Regions from separate parts of the Mus musculus genome. Here regions 2 and 3 are each linked to region 1. A link is a contact called in public promoter capture Hi-C data. All regions are on one chromosome and are shown on one strand. The core of a region is the stretch at or near the end of the contact, and the rest is flanking DNA. Distances in the headings are between cores, read along the strand shown.

What was found. Promoter capture Hi-C pulls out the DNA fragments that hold promoters and counts their contacts.
Region 2: a promoter capture Hi-C map of neural stem cells shows a contact between it and region 1. The contact joins the enhancer-like site here to the promoter of Cyp46a1 in region 1. A contact is called at or near these places in 5 of 39 promoter capture datasets (the HPC-7 cell line, cranial neural crest, embryonic stem cells and 2 more), 1 of 15 datasets of contacts at CTCF or cohesin (the NIH/3T3 cell line), 3 of 484 Hi-C or Micro-C datasets (differentiating embryonic stem cells, nephron progenitors and rod photoreceptor), 6 of 115 datasets of contacts at active chromatin or transcription factors (the NIH/3T3 cell line, T-cell acute lymphoblastic leukemia, embryonic stem cells and 2 more) and 3 of 9 other capture datasets (adipose tissue, liver and pancreatic islet).
Region 3: a contact with region 1 is called in a promoter capture Hi-C map of neural stem cells. The contact joins the enhancer-like site here to the promoter of Cyp46a1 in region 1. A contact is called at or near these places in 2 of 39 promoter capture datasets (hippocampal neurons and neural stem cells), 1 of 484 Hi-C or Micro-C datasets (uterus), 3 of 115 datasets of contacts at active chromatin or transcription factors (embryonic stem cells, microglia and pancreatic cancer cells) and 1 of 9 other capture datasets (adipose tissue).

The regions. Positions count from the first base shown.
Region 1 is chr12:108,332,169-108,335,942 of GRCm38.p6, forward strand. It overlaps Cyp46a1 (cytochrome P450, family 46, subfamily a, polypeptide 1), which reads left to right and starts at 2,148. Exons shown (of 15, transcript NM_010010.2): 1 at 2,148-2,396. The coding sequence starts at 2,278.
Region 2 is chr12:108,441,907-108,445,680 of GRCm38.p6, forward strand. All of the region lies in intron 1 of Eml1 (echinoderm microtubule associated protein like 1), which reads left to right. Among named protein-coding and RNA genes, the nearest start is that of Eml1, 21 kb to the left of the region's middle. Within about 2 kb of position 1,590, at least 78 of the 459 cell types and tissues checked have an H3K27ac peak or open chromatin away from gene starts, as enhancers often do. A contact at or near this core is called in differentiating embryonic stem cells, nephron progenitors, neural stem cells and 3 more, where this site is marked.
Region 3 is chr12:108,238,127-108,241,900 of GRCm38.p6, forward strand. The region is part of intron 1 of Ccdc85c (coiled-coil domain containing 85C); the gene reads right to left. Among named protein-coding and RNA genes, the nearest start is that of Ccdc85c, 35 kb to the right of the region's middle. Within about 2 kb of position 1,580, at least 80 of the 459 cell types and tissues checked have an H3K27ac peak or open chromatin away from gene starts, as enhancers often do. A contact at or near this core is called in hippocampal neurons, neural stem cells and pancreatic cancer cells, where this site is marked.

The sequences.
Region 1 (3,774 bases), core at 898-3,397:
CAAGCACGCGCGCGCACACACGCACACATACAAACACACACCACTTGCTAATAAATTTTGGTTATTAACTTTCTGGGACATAGGGTCTGCATGAGCAGCAGCTTGTGTCGCACAGCTAACTATAGGAGAGTTAGTTAGGAGCGTCATGGGCATGGAGACACAAACAGAGTGGATGTGGGATCTGGGACAGGATGCCACTGACACACTCCAGCCAGGAAGAGGGGCAGAAAGGGTGGGGTGAGGGGCCCTGCCAAGCCAGAGGTCACTAGAGTTGCCTGATGTGTCAGAGAATATTATTACCTTTCCCTTTCCTTAGTCTGTCCTGTGTGGAGCATCTCAGACTGTGCCCAGAGTCCATTGGAATCAGGCCTTGCCTCCAGGGAGTCTCTCTCTGTTCTGAGTCCTGACACAAAGTTAAGTCCACACAGCTTAGGATATCTGCTAAGCTCAGGGTGAGGGGTCATAACACCCTCCTAAAGTGACCATGCCATGCTTCTCTGCTCTGCACACCACCCTCCCAGTATTGGAAATTGAACCCAGGACCTTGTATTGTGTGTTTACAAACAAGCACCTTACCACTAAGCCAGATTGCTAACCCTTAAAAAAAAAGAAAAAAGAAAAAAAATTAGGACAGGGTCTTAAGTTGCTCAGACTAGCCTTGAACTCTGAAGGCCTAAAATATTTTATTTTTGAGACAGGGTTTCTGTATAGTCTTGGCCTGGTCTGCCTTCCCAGTGCTGAGATTCAAGGTGTGTATCACCCACCATATCCACCTAGCCTCGAACTTTTGATCCTTTCTCCTGTGAGCACCACGATGCCCCACGGTCTTTGCTGTCTACTCTCTTTAACTCGCCTAAAAGCACGCAAGAAGTCTACACCCTCCTCGCAGTCTCATGCCTTCATCTCCTCTCAATTCAGGAGCTTTCACAAATGGCTAAACTAAACTGGCTGACCTTCCTCTGCCCCCAAGCAGGGCCACGGGAGGTCCCTGTTGCGCACATGCGACTGCCGCTCGCTACCACACGGGGGCGCGGTGGCAAGCCACATCCCCCTAATGCCACTCAGAGGCCAGTCCCCGGTTGGATGCTTGGCTTCCCGTCTTGTTCAGGCTGAGGTGGCCTCTCCAGACCGAAATCAAGCACAGCTCCTAAAGCTCTCCCCGTCACCTGCAGCTCACGGATCCCTGATATGTCCCTCCCGGGGGCTGGTCCTGTATACCCGGAAATGTAGGCACACGGTCCACACTTTTTTCCTGTTTTTCTGTCTTCAGACCCCTCCAGGACCTAACCAAGGTCTCGGAGTAGTCAGAAACCGACCTTCTCTCGAGGTCTTCAGAGCCCCCACTCCCCAATCCCGAGGCTCTTTATCTAGTCAAGGAGAGCGCACATCTGGCCCTCCCATCCACTGCAGGCCTATCTGAGCGTCCCCCACGGGAACTGAAACTCGGAAGTGAGGAGCACTTTGCGCTTCCACCGGGTGAGAAGGCGGAGCACAGCCCAGCACATTCCTATGGACCATCACCCATACTCAGGATTATGGTTTTCCCGGGCCCAGGAACTCCTGCATCCTGCTAGGATCTTGTCCTCCGCCTCCGGGCGGACGCTGGCACACAGCGGGCGCAAGGCTTGCACCGACCTGCAATGAAGGCGCAGCGCGAGGACATTTGGGATTGACTAACTTTGGGGCGCTAAGGTTTCAGGGAGATGTTTGAGAACAGTCAGCGCAAGACGGGGATTGGAGGGCTGGGAAAGGGTTTTCAGAAGGTTTGCACGAGAAAGGAAGAGGCCTGGCACTGCACGCGGAGAGACAGTTGGCGAGGCCAAAGGGGCGGAGCCAGCGGACGGGATTTGCGCCGCCGCCTGGGCAGCTTGCGCCCAGGAAGCGAGGTTGCCAGGACAACGCGTTCTGGGCGGGGCGACTTCGGGGTGGAGTCTGAGCTCAAGAGAGGGTAGAAGGGGCGTGGCCTCAAAGTCTGAGCCAAAAGCCAGGTTGTGATTGGTGAATACTTATCGCTCTGGGCGGGAACGGCGTGGCGGCTGGGGCTGGGCCTCAAAGAGGGCGTGGCCGTGCGGGGGCGGGTCCTGAGAGCTAGGGCTGGAGGCGGAGACGTGGTTGGCGGGTCCGCGTGCCCGGGGCGGGGTCGAGCCAGCGGGGGCGGAGCCGAGCGGCGGGGGCGGTGCTGGTGAGCGCGGGGCCTGGGGCCGAGGCGGCGCGCAGCGCTGACAGCTAGTCGGTCGCAGCCTCCGGCCCCCTCTGCACCGGCGCCGACCACGAGCCATGAGCCCCGGGCTGCTGCTGCTCGGCAGCGCCGTCCTGCTCGCCTTCGGCCTCTGCTGCACCTTCGTGCATCGCGCTCGCAGCCGCTATGAGCACATCCCCGGGCCGCCGCGGCCCAGGTGAGCGGGGGGTGGGGGCGGGGGCCTGGCTGGGGCTCTCGATCGCGGGGTCTGGGGACCGCGTCAGAGCCAGCGCCCAGGACGGGGGTCCAGCCTCGTCTTGTACGCACGGCCAGCCCGGAGACGCAGGCCCGGAGAGGGGCGCTAACTATTCTTAGTAACAAATTACTCACAGCCGCAGCAGCTGCTGGGCGCCCACCGCGCTTGGCTGGGCCGCACAAATGTGTCGGCAGCTACAGTCCTGTCAGGTAAGCGCTGCTGTTACCCCATCGTTCAGACCTGCAGACTGAGGCGCACGCGGGGAAGTCACCTGCCAAGGTCACACAGTTGGTAAGCCTAGATTTAAACCCAGGTTAGGCTGCTTTCGAAGTGGACGCTGCTAACTTTAGGACTTGGACAGGGCCAACCTGTCCAAATACTGAACACTGTACTCCCGTCACGTTTTTCTGTTTCTGTGTTTCTGTCCTGGGACATTCCATTTGTCCTCAGTATTTCCATTCCGTTTTTGGCCACTTTACCAATGGCTCCCATCAAAAGCTTACCTTTCTTTTCCTTTTCTTTCTTATTCCTTTTCTCACCCCCCCCCCTTTTTTTTTGGAGACAAGGTTTCTCTTCAAAACCCTGGATGTTCTGGAACTCACTATAGACCAGGCTGACCTCAAAACTCACAGAGAGATCTGCCTGTCTCTGCCTCCTGAGTGCTGGGATTAAAGGCCTGTGCCACTATACCTGGCAAGAGCTTTTTGAAGCTTAGAGTAGATGTGTAATGAAAGTGTCCCAAGGGCTTCCCATCACTTCAGAGTTGAAAAATCCCGTTTCACATGAACCATACCACACAGCTAGCAAGCTACTACTAAGTTCACAGGCAACTTAGTACCTGTCCCCTCTTGCCCCCTTTGCATACTACGGTTGCCCTAAGCCTGCCTGTCCCCTACATCTCTCCATTGGCTCTCCCCATTCACCTTCTCTGGCCTGTGAGTGGTATTTTCTTGTTCTCATATCAAACAGGCTGTCCCAATCCCTCTATGTGAAGCCTGCCCAGCCCCGGTAATTTTAAGGCTACCCCTGGAGTCACCTTTTTTCCCACCTGTTGATTGCCCCATGCTAAAATGTGAGCCCAAATAGGGCAGAGATGTTGGGTTTGCTTGTGTCATACCTCCAGGGCCTGGCATGTTGCACTTAATTGCTCAATAAATAAATATCTGTTGAATGAATAAATAAATAAGCAAAGGTATTAGACACATTTCTTAAAGACCTCTGGATATGAACATTCTGGAAGGTACCATCTCCAGTACAGCAGCCTGAATTCCTGTTTGTGGACCCGAGTGACCCCTGTGGCTGGAGACATGGGGAGGCCACTCTTCTCTCCCTTGTGTCT
Region 2 (3,774 bases), core at 340-2,839, 110 kb after region 1:
TAGAGCCCAGTAGCTTAGGGAAGACTATGCAGCTACAGGGACTAGTATATCATGGTGACCCACATACTGGACCCACTAGCCTCACCTGTGGACACTGGCTTGATACTTGGATGACATTTTCATAAAAATCCTGATATTTAGGTGAATCAAGTCCCTGGAGAGCCATGAGGACATGTACTAATCACCTGCCACACAGGGTCCGCCAGAACCGGACTCTGGAAACTGTGGTTCCAACCCCACGTGGCATTGCGTGACCAAACGTGGGGAAATGGTAAAAATGGGCAGGAGAGAAAGGTTTCTGAATGCAAAACCACCAAAAATGTCAAATTCATGATGAATCCAGGGTGTGTCTGCCAGCACTCACAGATGTGTAGCGCACAGCTCCACTGCAGCCTTGGTTAGGAGCACACACGGGCGTGTCTGCCGTGTGCATGGCCTCCCCGCCACTCAGCACCCACCAACCCCGTCTGAGACAACTCAGCGCACACCAGTCTTTCTGCTCTCACAGAACGGCACTGGTTTACTGAAAATGAAGATTCACGGTCCACACCACCACTCCTCAGCAGAAAAGTGAAAAAAATGTGCTTGCAGCTCTTTACACTGGAACATTTGATTTAAAACAAAACAGAACTTTTATGAGAGCTCTGCTGCTTGTACACTTGTGTGCCAGAAGAGGGTGTCAGATCCCATTACAGATGGTCAGGAGCCCCCATGTGGGTGCTGGGAATTGAACTCAGGACCTCTAGAAGAGCAGTCAGTGCTCTTAACTGCTGAGCCATCTCTCCAGCCCTGAGTGTTTGATTTTTAAAAGTGGTGTTTTCTGACGTGAATTCCATTACAATTTTTTTTGTTCAATGAATTTTGGCTTAAGACTAGGGCAGAATGTCAAACAGTTTCTGAAACTTCTCTACTCGTACTTCTCCTGTGTATGATATGTTTATGTGAAGTGGCTCCTTCAGCATTGGCAATGACTAAAGTCAAAATATCAGTAAACCCTGAGGAATGTTACCAAGGTGCTTTATGTCCAGGAGCATCAGACTGTCAGCTAAAAGTCAACGTCACTCTCCTCATTAGAATGCACATTTGCTCTTGTTTTAAATAAATGGTAGAATGATATGTATGCCAAAGAATTGCTTAAAAAAATTCTTCCCCAGCACTCAGGAGGCAAAGGCAGGAGGGTCTCCGTGAATTTGAGGCCAGCCCGGTCTACACCGAAAGTTTCCAGCAGAGCCAGCCATACATAGTGAGACCTATGAAAGAATAAATGTTTCTCTTTATGATTTATTGTTGGTGAATGTTGGCTTTCTTTCCTGTTTTATAACTCTGCCTACCTCTAGTCATATAAAATATCCTCAGGTGACAGTGGATCTGGACTGGGGAGAGTTTTAGAACAGCCAGGTGCCTAGAAAGCTAAGCCAGTCTGGTCCTGAGAAAGCCGGGTTGGGAAGGGTCCCACTGACTCTCACTGAGTCCGTCGCTTCTCCTCCAGTCCCCCCCTCCCTCCCTGCTTTGTTCAGCAGGAATCTGTGTGTCCTCTGTAAACAAAGCCTGCTGTGTGGCCTGAGGAGCCAGAGTGATTCTTCCCATCTGCCGGGCTTAGTGGGAGTGGCTCAGAGTCCCATCACCAAATTCCTGCAGCGGTTGTGCTCTCCACCCATGAGGAAGCCGAGGGCTTGGGTTTCCCCTGCCCACTGGCATCTCGACGCTGCTGCCTTCAAAGGCCCTGGGGCATAAACGATGAGCACTGCCACCCGTCCCTTTTTTTTTGAAAATGCAACCCTACCGGGATGGCTGTTTATCTCTTGCACACCCAGGACAGACCACTTAACTTGCTGTGCCAGAGGATGTGCCTCAGTTCCCTGTGCCATACACAGGGTTCCAATTTCCCATAAATCCTAAGGGACATATTCTGGGTGACTGTCCTGTGACCTATAAACCTCCGTCTGGTGGCCGCGACTCAGGAGGGTTAATGCACAGTTAATAGTAGCGTGTTTCAAGATGCTAACACTTTGAGTGTGTGTGGGGGTGAGTGGGTTAATTAGATTTAATACTCAGCATGGAACATGCATATTAAAGCATCGCATCTTACTCTGTATGGTACTTAAATTTTTAATTGGCAGTTATTATTTATGCACTTAAATAGACCTTGCTGCATGGCAAATTATTTTCTTGTCTGTCTGTATTTCTTTTCTTTTCTTGATAGGGTTTTCCTATGTAGCCCTGGCTGGCCTGAAACTCACTATGTAGATCAGGCTAGCCTCAAATTCACAGAGATCTGCAGGCCTCTGCCTCTCAAGTGTTGGGATTAATGACATTGTGCTACCATAGCCAGACAGTTTTCTTTCTCTGTCTCTATATTCGGATCTGTCTGTCCAAGGGCCTCTGATTTCTGCCCCTCCTCTCTCATGGAGCTATACAGACAAAGATGGCTGTCGTGTCCCTCAACAGAACAGTCTTGTGGGACCACCATCATAGGTGTACTCAGGCACAGGGGTTCTCATGGGGCGCGTACCTCCCATGACTGCTTGTTTCTGTTCTTCCGCTAGGACTGACGCCCCAGGGATATAAACTCTGTTGCATTTACTCACCTTAGAGAACTGTGTGTTGCCTCACACTGGGAGTGAGCCAGAACTGTTCATCGCCATGGATACGATGGAGGGATGCATTGCATGTCATCTTGACAGTTTAAGCCTATTGGTGCTATTAGGTGCCTGGACAGCTGGGGGCATTGTCTTGCTGTGTTAGTCACCGCCTACAGAATGTGGGTGCCTGACTGAGGACATTCGTGTGGCTGTACCTTTGTGATAGCCAAATAGATGGGTATAGGCAGAGGAAGAAGTCCAGCCAGTGAGTGCTCCTGACCTAAATCTGAGAGTACAGCTGAAGAGGTCTTCTTCTTTGAACCCTCCCCTGATGCCTTTGTGACACTGGGACTAGGGATGTTCTGGCTTACAGACCATCTGGCCTTTGGACAGGCCATACAGCTTTGAGGTGTCCCATGCTTTCTCCCCTAGCTATAAACCTCTCTGTGACCCCTCATGGCTGAATAATGCTCTTCCCAGCATGCCTTTGTCCCACTCTTCTCCCCCACACAATTGCGTCTACAGTTTGGTCCAGAGGGTCCCTCTTTGCAAAGAGATTCAACAGTGGCAAGATTTAGGGGAGGCATTTGGAGGGCAGCCCTGCAGCAGCAGCAAGGGTTAATTAAGGGAATAACATAAACATTTGAACAGAAGCTCAGAATAATTCCAGTTGGGGGTGTGTGTGTGTCAGCGTTAGTTACCCCGCCTTTGGTTATAGAAAGTCTGTGCTTTGTAAAACAAATAGTGCTTACATGGTTTTGCAGAGAAAATGTTTCCAAGTATAGAGTTTCTCTTATCTGAAGCATTGTTAATGAGGGGTGGTGGACCAAGGGTTGCAGACCCCCATACACTGCCAAGAACAAAGCAAAACAAAACAAAACTTTTCCATAGCCCTGTGAGCTCCAGCATCTTCGTCCTTGGGGGCTGGACATGTTGGGCGTTACCCTTTGAAAGGGGTATGGGGTTGGCCCAGACTCGTCTTAGCTGCCCTTCCTTGAAGATCAATCCTGTTATCTGAGCAAAGGGATTATGGGTAGAGCTGAACCAGTTTTGTGTGCTTTGCAATTACCAGCCCTGTGGATTCTGTGTTTCTCAATGAGGGCACAACAAAGGCCACCCATTCACGGGGACTTTTGGTTTATGGGACAAAAATAAAAGTGTCCCAACTTTCAAGTCGCAGTCTTCAAGGCAA
Region 3 (3,774 bases), core at 330-2,829, 95 kb before region 1:
GCCACAGGGGGCCAAGATCTCTACCCCACGTATAGAAGGACAGTGCCCACCTCAATCGAGACCCCTGATACAAGACGCTAGAGACAAGCAATTGGCAGGAAGCTCCTGTGTGACTCCCAGCAGACCCCACATCTTTGGTCCTCTTACACCTGTGGCTGAAGAGCCTCAGGAGGTGTGGATATAAAAAGACCCCAAGTTAGCTGGGCAGACCCACTCTCCAGGCCACAGGCTTTAGGGAGTCCAGCTGACACCCCACCCCTCCTTCCTGCAAAACTGGTCCTGTGTCATTAAGAGTAGGCGGCCCATGACAATTTAGTGCTGGGGCAGCAGACAGGACTTTGCCACCGCCCGACAATCTGCAGTAGCCACAGAGCACTCGGCCCACGACCCATCTGTCTTCACAGTCCGCTGGCTGGGCATCCCCTTCCTCTCCTTTGGGGATCAAGGTGTTGGGACAGTGACGCAGAACACCAGCAGCAGCTCCTCACGTGACAACTTCTGAACAGCTCCTCAGAAACACTCTCAACTTCCCAGTTTGCAGCCAAGACCCCAAGAGCCCACGGGTTCAGCTAGCCACCGTAATCAAGAGCACACGAGGGAAGCCCAACTCAGGTCCTGCCTTGTCAGCCTGCGGGTTGGAGCTCTGGGGTTCACTCACGCCCCTCCCCAAGACTAGGAAGTCTGACCCCATTATGTCTTTCTCAATCGGTCACTGTAAGACTCGGGACTATCTCACACTGCCCAGGAGCCAGCGGGCACTGTACTCGGTGGTTTGGGTCCTGGGGCTCCTCTGTTATGCTGAGCAGCACATGACTCCACAGTCAAGGAAGCTCACACAGAAGAGGCAGCTGGAGAAAGGGCACCAAAGCACACCCCACAGCCCTGTGGGCACCCCAGTCTCCCTGCTCTAGAACCCATAGGCTCCTGAGAACCCATCCTCTTCACGCCAGATGCACCCAGAGACTCCAGAGGATCGCAGTTCCATCCCAATCTGTGGCCCTCTCTCCCATCAGCCTGGGCCACCCCCACCCTACCCCACCCCACCCCCCAAAAAAAACACAAAAAGCAGCCCAGGCGAACCAGCCCCTTCTCCAGGATCCAAGGAGAGAGAAGAAGACAGATCTCACGCCTCCCTCCCAGAGCTAGGTACCCACCTGGATCTTCAGGACTATGTAGGCCAAGGCCATATTGCCACTTCCACCTCAGGCTACCCATAGGACTCCACAGGATGGGGCAGATGGAGGCTCACCTGGCTGGGTCAGCCTTGGGCCCTCCTCTCTCCTGGACCTTGAGTGTTTCTCTTCCACCCACAGGGGCAGACCTGAAGTCTAGTGCTTGGCAGACTAGGGGTGTGTATGGACTGACATGGGGGCAGTGTTCCAGACCCGTCCTGTGACCAACCCCAAGCCCTGAAGTCATTCAGGAGACAAGATTGCCCAAGGGCAACCTTCCCACGGCCATTGCTGTTGTGATGGCCAGAATTAAGTATGTCTGGATCTAAGAGCTGGAACAGTGCAAGCTTGGGCAAGTTACCCTGGCAACCAAATAACTTTGGCAGTACTCCATTTAGGCGGCTTAAAAATATGCAGACATGCAGGGCTGGCAGGGACAGCAAAGAGGGACTGCAAACCACAGAGACCAGAGACCTGCGCATGTCCTGTGGCAGGCGGGCCCAGGAGCCCACACTCCTCAGGAGCCTCTTTACTTGGCTTGATGGCCTCAGAGTCACGGACACGAGGGCAAAGAGTCTTGGTGCTCCAGCAGCCAGGAGAGGGGAGAGCCAGTCGGCATTAAAGCCCTACACCTGCTGTGCGCAAGACTGGGCAAGACACACAGCCCAGCCACTTGCTTGGCCACCCCCTCCAAGTCACAGAACGATGTGGCTTATTAAGAGATGCCTCAGGATGGGGGAGATGTTTGTCTGGTCACATGGGCATGGCTGGAGTACCCAGGCTGCAAACCTAACACTGTGACCCTCGGCTGGGGCAGGCATCGGCCACGAGGTGATGCAACGTTCCCTCAAACTGAAATACACCCCCCACCCCCACCCCCCGCCCACACCAGACCAGAATAAGAGTTTGTGTCAGGGCTGTCCCGGGGAGGAACAATATCCTAAAGATCCTAAATATCCTGGAAGTCAGCTGGGCCTCGGGGATGGAAGGAAGGTTTATGCAAAGCAAGCCCCTCTGCCTGGGAGACACGTGTCCTGGAGAATGTCCTACTGTAGGCAAGAAAACCCCTTATACACCTTACACACACATGTGCACACAAATGTACAAACTAGTACGTATGCACTAACTAGTACCCACACGTGCACAAGGCCGTGCTCCCACCAACACCCCTGTGCAAATACACACGCATCCACATGTGGACACACACACAGAGAGGAGCACATATGCATGTCCACACACGTGTGCGATGCAGATATGCATACTCACACACGTGTGTGCACACACAGGTATGTGTAACACTGCTTCGCCAGGGCCTTGACACTGAGGGAGAACAGTATCGAGCTGGGAAGCTGTCAGGGGGTTATTTATTTCAATTATTAAAACAGCAGCCACTTACTCGCGAGCCTTCTCTAATGCCACTTAATTACCTAGTACATAAAACTGCCCTTGAATCTTACCAGAGTAATAAATCAGGTCAGAACCAAGGGGTCTAGAAGAGTCCTAGGTGGGGGTTCTGGGGATGACGAGTCACCCCTCACCTCTACACTGGCCCCCCCACAAGCAACAGAGTACAGGCAAAGCCTCGACTGTGGCAGGGACAAATGGGGGGCTCTGCGCTGAGCGAGTGTCCTGGGGTACCAAGCAGCCCTCCACCCGCTCCTCTGTCCACTCCTTGGGCCTGGGCCCCTGCCCCTGCCCTGCTGAGACCCATCCTTTGTGTGGCCAACAATGGCCCCGCCAGATGGCGCGGCGTGCCGGGCAGCCCCTGCAAGCCAATCGCTCATGCTGTCGGCCCCTGCGGGGCTGTGGGCAGGAGGCCTGGGAACTGGCCCAAGCCACACGCATGCACGCACGCACACACGCACGCACACCCTACCCCTGCCTGCCCTGTGGCCTCTGACTCCCTCTGGCTCCCTCAGCTCAGGGGCACAGACAGCTTTAAGCACGGTTGGCCAAATGGAATACCAGGGGACAGGCACAGCCCCCAGGGGGAACAGGTGGAACTAAGGGGCAGCTACATCATCAGTGTGTCTGTGAGACTCCAGGAGGAGAGAGGGAGGGTGAGAGAGTGGGTAGGAAGACGCCAGGCACCGCACTTCCCACAATGCTGGCAGAAGGCTGAACTCACCAGCCGGCAGACATAAATCACCCAAGCCTGGGGGCCGCACTTATCTCTCTGTGCCAGCAACCCCAGCAGGCTCCTCCGTGGACAGGAGGGGGTGGGGGCTGTGAAGCCACACACTCCAAGCAGGTGGGCTAAGCTGATGCTGCCAAGGCCCATGCGGGGTGGACACCAGTCATCTGGTGGTGGCCTTTACATTTGCCTCCAAGCCCTGCTTCCCAGGTGCAGCCTATGTGGACAGCCATTCCAGAGGACAGATCTGTTTGTAAGATAAAGTCCCAGGCAGTGAGCTTGCTGGACTAAAGGACCCACGCCTGTGCAGTTCTAGAGATCACCAAGATGCCCTCGGCAGGCATCATTCCCATCAGCCTTGGAAGACAGCATCTGCCTCCCCGCTGGAGACTTTGTGATTTATATGAACAAGTCAGATACATAAGGCCTTCAGGGCCCCTGTGCTGCCTCTTTCTGGAGAAACGCCTA